3 separate regions of the Sus scrofa genome follow, and all the other regions are linked to region 2. A link is a contact called in public Hi-C and HiChIP or PLAC-seq data. All regions are on one chromosome and are shown on one strand. The core of a region is the stretch at or near the end of the contact, and the rest is flanking DNA. Distances in the headings are between cores, read along the strand shown. Region 1 has its middle 48 kb from the start of IER5. Region 2 holds the start of IER5 (immediate early response 5). Region 3 holds the start of STX6 (syntaxin 6).

Region 1 (2,700 bases), core at 67-2,566, 48 kb before region 2:
GCACAGCAGATGTCACCAAGCTCTGGGGTCACTGAGTTCAAGACATGGCTCCAGCATTTACTGGATATATAACCTTGGGACCATTATTTAACTTTCTAAGACTAGATTCCATCATGCATTACACAAAGCCTCAGAACACCTGCCTCCCCTCTAGGGCTGTCGTGAGCTTGGACTTAAATGAGATGGCTGCAGTAAGCAGGGCTCCATCCATCAATTCTCACTACCTCTAGCATTTATCTCAGTGTCTTTCAACACCCAATTCACTTGGAGAAGCCTAATTTTCTCCATATTCATGGCCTATTAGCTGTTCTGACAGCTTTAAGTGATGAAAAGCCACCGTCCCGGTGGCACAGGCTCAGTCGTGAGGGCTGTGCCCCCTAACCGCCTATAGGGGGCAGCATCGGGCAGCACAAGGCCACATGGGGGCTCCCTTGTAAAATGTGGAGCTGGTCTGGAGAACGACAGGGGAGGTGGCTGGCATTTGAATCCAGACTCCAGTTGACAAAGGACCTGTCTTACTCCACATGGGTCTGACACGCGTCCCTCCCAGGGAGTCTCTGGCGAAAAAGGGAGCAGGGAGTGGTTTTCTGAAAGCACCCCAGGCCCCAACAAATCCAGCCGGGTTTTTCCCAAGCCCACACCAGGACTGGCTACCATTACCTTTTAATTTAGTGCTGATCTGATCTGGAAGAAGTGGCGTTCTCACATACCCAGAGGGCCCCTGCTGCAGATGCCTCCAACCCCCACAAAGTAAAGGGAGGGGGGCGCTGACAAGGACAGGAGAGGGAGCTTACACCTCTACCCTGCCCCCAAATCTTTTTAGTTTCCCACACCCTCAGCCCGAAGGGGAGTCCTGGAGAAGACAAAAGAAATAAAAGGACACAGCTCTGACTCTGAGGAGCCATTCATACTGTTGAAAAGACATCCAGATGTGAAACTGGAGAAAGACACAAGAATACCCGTGATGCCGTGCTCTGGTTTGCGCCAGCTTGGTGGCTCCTGCGCCCAAAGCCCCAGGAGGCATGCTCAGACTAGGATGGTTTTCTAGGATTTCTGAATGTGTTCACAGGGAAAATGAAAGAGGCCGGATGCTTAAGATCAACCAAGACTGCCCCAAATATGGGATCACCGCAGGGACAAGTGATCCCAGCTGTGGGAATCTGGAGAAGGGAGCTGTCACTGTAGGCGGCATTAAGTGGCCTGCAAGATCCAGGGGACTTGGTCACTCTTAAGTGAGCCTCAGGCCTCAGTGCCAGTGAGACACACTCTCCTACCGACTTTGCTGGGGAGGGAACTGCCCCGTCACCATGACATCATGACATCACCTCCTTCCAGGAATCACTGAGTCAGCATGCAGCGGGAGGCAGGACCCACCCACTCACTTCCTCCAACCAGGGCGGGGGGGGGGGGGGGGGGGGGGGGCCTTGCCCCCCCAGGCAAAGCTTGGGGCCTGTTCCTTCATGTCTGTCCACCCGGACTCAAGACTAGGTCAGCTCTGCAAAAAGACAAGGCGGTGCCAGACAAGGCGGTGCCAGACAAGGCGGTGCCAGAGGTGCCCACTCCCACCAGGACCCTCATGCCGTGGAAGAGAGGACCCCAGCAGAGAGTCACCCGTGGCTTGAAGTGCAGTGTCCCTGGGAGTGGTGGCGTGTTTAGCTCTGTCAGCCACTTAGAGCTCCTTGTGAACAAGCTGAGCTGTTTCTAAGAGGAGACACTGTGACAGAGGCACCAGGAGGGCCTGAGAAAGGAGCTGGGGCAGAAAGCTGAGGTGGGAAGGTTGAAAGAAACCCCGTGTCCCTGTCACAGCTGAAAGTGCCACACCAGTCGTGGCGGTCTTGTCCAGGCCCACTCCTGTGGGTGGGCACCTCCACAGCAGACTCCTCCATGGCCAGAAACCCCAGGAACAGAGCCAGAGGGTGACTTCCTCCTGCCCCTCCCCCGGCACAGTCACAGGTGCCTCCTCTCCTCCCAGGCCCCACCCTTCCCTTCCTTGCTAAGAGGATCCAAGCCAAAATCTGTCCACATCCCATCAGAGTCTATTTTATCCTGTCATTAATCCTGATGCTCGTAACCTGGTCTTACGAAGACAAAAATTAACCAGTAGGCACTAGTACAGTTTTATAGCACTGCCGAGGTCCTGTATTCTCCCCGCTCCTGCTAACACACACACAATCTGCTTTGATCTTTTTTTTTTCATCTTCTGTTACACTGTTTCACTTAATACCAACAAAACTCTGCCAGGAAAGGTACTGTCATCTTTTAGATGAAAAACTGAGATTCAGAAAATTGAGGGGGGAATTCCCATTGTGGCTCGGTGGAAACGAATCTGACTAGCATCCATGAGGACACAGGTTCGATCCCTGGCCTGACTCAGGGGGTTAATGATCCAGCGTTGCCATGAGCTGTGGTGTAGGTCGCAGACATGGCTCGGATTTGGCCTTGCTGTGGCTTTGGTGTGGGCCAGCAGCTATAGCTCCAATTCAACCCCTAGCCTGGGAGCTTCCATATGCCACCAGTGCGGCCCTAAAAAGACAAAAAAACCCAAAAACCAGAAAGTTGAAGGAAATTCTCCAGGGTCACAAAGCTAGCAAATGACAGCCAATCTTAGAAACTTTGGTCTGTCTGACAAGGAGCTGGGATCCTTCCACTCAGATCCTCTGACTCAAAGCATCTGAGTCAGAGATTATAAAATTAGAATTT
Region 2 (2,700 bases), core at 168-2,667:
CCCCGTACTCCCGAGTCTCAAAAGCAGACCCGGGAGGCACGGCCCAGCCGGCCGCCAAGCTCAAGGGCAGTCTGTGCCGCCCGGCGGCACCCGATTTCCCCCTCGCGCTCGGCGCCGACCGTCTCGGGGGCGTCCTCGCAGCCGGGAGGGGCCCAGCCCTCTCGTCGGGACGCCCGCTGCTCAACCTCCTTCCCGGACGGAGACCCCGGGGGCTCAGAAGGCTACGATGGCAGTGCTCCAAGGGTTAATGTCTCTCAGCACCGGCTTATCGCAGCAGATCTGCCCGGGCTCGGCGGTTTCCGGACCGCTCTCCTCTCCCTCCGCTTCCTCCCGGCCGCCCCCGGGGCTTTTCCGTAAGAGTCCTGAGAAGCTGGAACCGAAGATGCTAATGAGGTTGGCCACGTTACCGGTCTCCATCTCCTCCGCCTCCTCTTCCTCCTCCGCGGCCGCCCCGCCCGCCTGTTCCTCTAAGTTCCGGCGGGGTTTCTTGAGCGGGGTCGAGCCGGGCACCGGGCAGCCCGCCGGGCCGCCGCCCACCCCCGCCGCGCCGCGCTTCCTGGGGCAGAGGGGGGGAGGCGCGGGAGGCTCGTCCCCGGCCGGACGCGGCGCGCGGCAGCCGTCCACGCGGGGGTTAGCGCTCGGCGTGTCCTCGTCCCCCGGGGGACAGCCGCAGGGGTGGCGTGCTGCCCGGGGCCCCGCGGGGAAGACGTCCGAGGCTCCAGCAGGGCCCCCGGCCCCTACGACCGCTGTGTCTCGCGGTCCCTCCACGCGGCGCCAGGCAGCTTCCGCCGCCTCCGCCTCTCGGCCCTGAAGAGTGTCCCCGGCGCCCGGCTCCGTGGCAGCGGGCTCCGCGTCATCCGCCCGTGGCACTTCTGGGACGGCAGGGCGCTCCGGCTGCGGCTCAGGCTCTGGCCAGGCGGCTCGGGCAGCCGGCGGGGGCGGCTCCCCCCAGCCCGCGGGTGGCCCGGCTGCCGGCTCCCCGGGCTGCTGCGGCGGCGCCGGGACCCCGGGGTGGCCGGTCAGGTAGAGGCCGGGGCACGGGTCGCTCAGGTAGACCTGGCGGGCACTGCGGAGCACCAGCGAGACCAGCAGGTTCTTGTGCAGCTTGATGCCGCCGCGCTGGACCCGCGAGTTGTAGATCTTGCCCAGGGAGATGCTGACGATGCGGTGAGCCTCCAGCTTGAACTCCATCCTGCCTCCCCTTTCCCAGGGCTGGCGCGGGGGTGAGGGGGTGAACCCTAGCCCACGTTCCGAAGCTGAGACGGAAACGAGAGGCGTCAACAAGTTCGTCGCCTCTGGGGTTGACCCTCGATTTCTTCTGACTCCGAAGAGAAACGACTCTGGCAACACACTCTCTCTTGCTCCCGCGCCCTCCCCACTACAGACCAGCAGCCAGTCTCGGGTCCGGTCGCTAACTGAGGGCCTCCCGGCCGCCAGGCGCCTTATAAAGGCGCCTCGATAGCCAATCGCGAAGGGCCGCCAACCGTTCCGGGGCCGGTCGGCGCGCCCTCGTGCGCCGCGCGCGGCCAATCGGAGACCGAGGAGGGGCGCGGGGGCCATTCGAACGTTAGTCCCGCGGAGCAGGCTCTTAAAGGGGGCGACGCGCGCCACTCGCCCACCGCCTAGTCCAGGCCAGTTCTCTGAGCGTGGTTGACGGAGAGCAGGGGGAGTTCTTGGTTCGTCAAGATTCTGGCTTGTGTGCTGCTCGCCAGAACCAAGGCGAACTAACCTTTCAGACTTTCATCTGAGTATGGCGGTGGACTTTGCTCTGCTTCCCTAATCAGCCGGATCCTTCCCTGATCAGCCCTCCTCCCTCTCCCGCCACTGTTTCCTAGGCGGCACACACCTGTAAGCTACCCGGCAGAAATGCGACGACGGCAAAACGCGGCAAAGGATACCCTTATACTAATAGCGTTACTACAAGACATTAATTTTGGGTAAGTCCCCTGCCTCCAAGAGGCACATGCATTCTTGAGCACTTGTCAATTTAGGCTCTGAAGACAGAAAAGGGGGGTTCTAAAAGTTACAGGAGTTCCAGTCGTGTCTCAGCAGTAACGAACCGAACTAGTATCCATGAAGAGGAAGTTCGATCCCTGGCCACGGTCAGTGGGTTAGGATCCAGCGTTGTCATGAGCTGTGGTGTAGATTGCAAACGCGGCTGGGATCTGGAGTCGCTATGGCCGTGGGGTAGGCCGGCAGCTGTAGCTCCAATTTAACCCCTAGCCTGGAAACTTCCATATGCCGCAGGTGCGGCCCTCAAAAGCAAAGATAAATAAATTAAATAAATAAGAAAATAAAAGTCCCCAAATTTCTGACTTCTTATCAAGGCTTTGTGTCTAGGAACAAAGTTTTTGGTTCTCCACTAAAGCTAGCCTACCACTTTGTTCTTTAGATTCTAGAACCAACACAGTTGTTACATCAGTTGAAAATAAAAATAGTACAAGTTCTGCACAATGATTTTTCCTGAACAGGAGGACTGACAAAGTCCACCCTTGGAAAAATCTAACAAGTTCTAAAAATACAAATAGAGAAGTCCTGTGTTCCCAACATGATGTCATTATTTTATTTTGTGTCAAGGTAAAACTATAGGGGAAGAGTGTTCTGGAATTTTCTGGTCAGTCAACAACTTACACCACAGGATTGTCCAGGGTCCTAGACTGGGTTCCTGGAGAGTCAGTTAAAGTTAGTCCCACCAAAACT
Region 3 (2,700 bases), core at 168-2,667, 53 kb after region 2:
CTCACTCTGTGGGAGACTTGGGGTTTCCAGGCTTTTTTTTTTTTTTTTTTCCCCTTTTAGAGCTGCACCTGCAGCACGTGTAATTTCCAGGCTAGTGGTCGAATAGGAGCTGCAGCTGCTGGCTTATGCTGCACTTCAAGGCAACTCTGGATCCTTAATCCACTGAGCGTGGCTAGGGATGGAACCCACATCCTCATGGATACTAGTTGGGTTCTTAACCCCACTGAGTCACAACAGGAACTCCATCTAGCCATTTTTATTTAAACTTCACAACAATCTATGAGCTAAATATTCATATTTTATAGATGAGAGACTGAATAACAGAACCCAGGTTCAAACAGGGTTTGTCTGGCTCTGAGGACTCTTCTATCTTCAAAAAGACTGCTAACTTTAAGCCAGTCACTTAAATTCCAAGTCTCAGATTTCTTATCTGTATAATGGGGATTACAACATTGTGAGAGCACCTGAGATAAACTAAGCTCAGTGCCTGCCACACAGTATGTGCTCAATGATAATCAGCAATTAAAGTTCGCAAAACCCATAGACTATCTAGCGTATGAGTTTGATAAACTGTTCTGACCAAAAGGCTTCCTGGAAGAGCTCTTGAACCACTTAGCTGGTAAGAAGTTGCCAGACCTGGCCCCTTCTTTGTCCTTCAAAAATGCTCTCTTCCAGGAAGCACCATATGCTGTATGAAAAAATTATCTTACTGATCACTTCAAGAACACAGAAAAGACAAAAAACGCAACACACACAAAAACACATCCTAGCCTGGTGGAAAGTGCACAGAATCTGGGGCTCTGCCCTGTCCAGGTTGTGTGAGCACAAGAAATCTTGAAACCTATATGAATTTTTCTAATCTGCAAAATGGGAATAATAATACCTTCCCCTCCAAGGATACTGAGATAACTCACAGCCTTCAGCGTCTTGCTGGGCACTATAAGACCCACAGAAAGGAGTTGTGCAACATTATCAGAGTCAGATAAGGTAGACGAGCTTTATTCTAAGTCGAGGACGAGATGGATTTCTAAATCTATATGTTATCAAAATAAGTATCAAAAGGAGAGGAAAGGTGAAAAGATTGTGCAAAGCTGATACTATCTCCGTATCTAGGAAACCTGACTACCTTTCTTGCCAGGGAACAAGCAGCTCCTCCCCCTGAATCTTGAGAGGTGAGTGTTGAGAAGACCCGCCCTCTCCGCCGCCGCCAGAGCCCCGCCTCCAGGGTCGAGTAACGCAAGGCCCAGGCCCTGCTGATGGGGGGTGGGGGGGGCTCTGGTCACGTGAGCGCGAGTGCGGAAGTGGTGCGGCTGACGGCGTTCGTGATTGGTCGAGGCTGAGGGACCTGGGGGCGGGGCCAAGCGGCCGGACGCGCCGGGAGGAGCCGAGGAGGGGGCCGCGCCGGGGCCGGCGCCAGAGTCACGGCTTCGGTCTGAGGTGCAGACAGAGTACTGGACCCGCGGCGGGCCGGTGCACCCCTGCCTGCGCGCGCAGCCGCTACAGGTCCCGCAGGCCGAGACGCGGGCTGCTGCGCGAGGCGGGTGGGGTGGGCAGAGGGAGATTGGGAGGGCGCGGGCGCCCTGTGCGCAGAGCAGGCGTGAGGCGGCCGGGGGCCGGGACGCCATGTCCATGGAGGACCCCTTCTTTGTGGTGAAAGGGTGAGTGTCGTAGGGGGCTCCACTGGAGGAGGCGGCGGCAGTGCTGCCTGCCCTCACCTCCCCGCTTTTCTCGCTCTAGGGGGAGGGGAGACAAGTAGAGTCTGGCGTGGGGACCGCTTAGCCTTGAGGGCTATGATAAAGCGTCCAGAGACATCCCCTCTTCGTGCTACCTGGACTTTGAAACCGTGCCCCCAGTCAAGCCCCTGGGGAGGGGGGGGGTCTCCTTTGGCTTGTGCGCCGTTCTACAACTTATGGAGGGGTGTCGAGGGGTTCAGCAGCTCCTCAGGTGGGGAGGGAGACAGGCGTCCCAGACCAAAGTGGGGCTGTAGTGGAGCACCGGGCCCTGCTTTGAAGGGGGAAAAACAGCATCTGGGCAGGAAAAGGGAAATGGGCCTCCTGAGCTTTGTAGTTGGCGTGGACGGGGGTGAGCTCCCATTGTCCATTGAGTTCGGAGCGCTGGCCCGCTGACTGGCGAGACCACAACAAGCCCAGAGGCGTCTGAGCACGTTTGCAGGCTGGGAGGCGGGGGCGCGAGGCTCCGGAAGACAACTCTATTCAGTGGGGGAGTTTTTACCGAGTAATGGGAGGGGAGGAAAGCTGCTGTTCAAACTCAGTGGTGATGTTGGAAGGAAAACAAAATGAAATCAGCCAAACCAAACTTTCCTTAGCTTTCTGTTAGCACAGGGATTTTCCCACAGTGCTAAAGGAAATGAGTGCTTTCTTTTTAACTCCCTGATTTCATCCAGGCTATTTGACAGGTTTCCCCCATTTCTTCTTTTTTCTGCCTTTGAGACTAGAGCTGTCCTAACTTATTTTTCCCTAAGAAGTGTCGTGACTCCATCTTTGATTGCTCAATTGTTTGTTTGGAGATAGAAGCTTTAACTGCACTCTGTTATATAGGCTTTGTAGCCATTAAACAAATGCAGAAAAGATTGATTCTGTTGTTATAACTTGTCAGCTTTTGTTTTAAATGTCAAACAAAACAATCTGAGAACTGCAACGTTCTGGAAAAATCAGTGCCAATGACCTTAAAGTGCCTCTG

The links. Hi-C and Micro-C count contacts between places; a contact is called where the count stands out from the background. HiChIP or PLAC-seq counts read pairs in DNA pulled down with a chosen protein or histone mark.
Region 1: an H3K27ac HiChIP or PLAC-seq map of alveolar macrophages shows a contact between it and region 2, with 5 times the contacts expected there. The contact joins the enhancer-like site here to the promoter of IER5 in region 2. A contact is called at or near these places in 22 of 47 Hi-C or Micro-C datasets (adipocytes, alveolar macrophages, blood and 12 more) and 2 of 2 datasets of contacts at active chromatin or transcription factors (alveolar macrophages and skeletal muscle).
Region 3: a Hi-C map of embryonic fibroblasts shows a contact between it and region 2, with 2.2 times the contacts expected there. The contact joins the promoter of STX6 here to the promoter of IER5 in region 2. A contact is called at or near these places in 1 of 5 promoter capture datasets (liver), 8 of 47 Hi-C or Micro-C datasets (alveolar macrophages, brain, embryonic fibroblasts and 3 more) and 2 of 2 datasets of contacts at active chromatin or transcription factors (alveolar macrophages and skeletal muscle).

What each region holds. Positions count from the first base shown.
Region 1 is chr9:122,680,352-122,683,051 of Sscrofa11.1, reverse strand. No RefSeq gene overlaps it. Among named protein-coding and RNA genes, the nearest start is that of IER5, 48 kb to the right of the region's middle. Within about 2 kb of position 1,316, at least 38 of the 83 cell types and tissues checked have an H3K27ac peak or open chromatin away from gene starts, as enhancers often do. A contact at or near this core is called in alveolar macrophages, liver, mesenteric adipose tissue and 4 more, where this site is marked.
Region 2 is chr9:122,632,498-122,635,197 of Sscrofa11.1, reverse strand. It overlaps IER5 (immediate early response 5), which reads right to left and starts at 1,417. Exons shown (of 1, transcript NM_001258436.1): 1 at 1-1,417. The coding sequence starts at 1,191. The coding sequence ends at 214.
Region 3 is chr9:122,579,290-122,581,989 of Sscrofa11.1, reverse strand. It overlaps STX6 (syntaxin 6), which reads left to right and starts at 1,417. Exons shown (of 8, transcript NM_001243720.1): 1 at 1,417-1,658. The coding sequence starts at 1,624.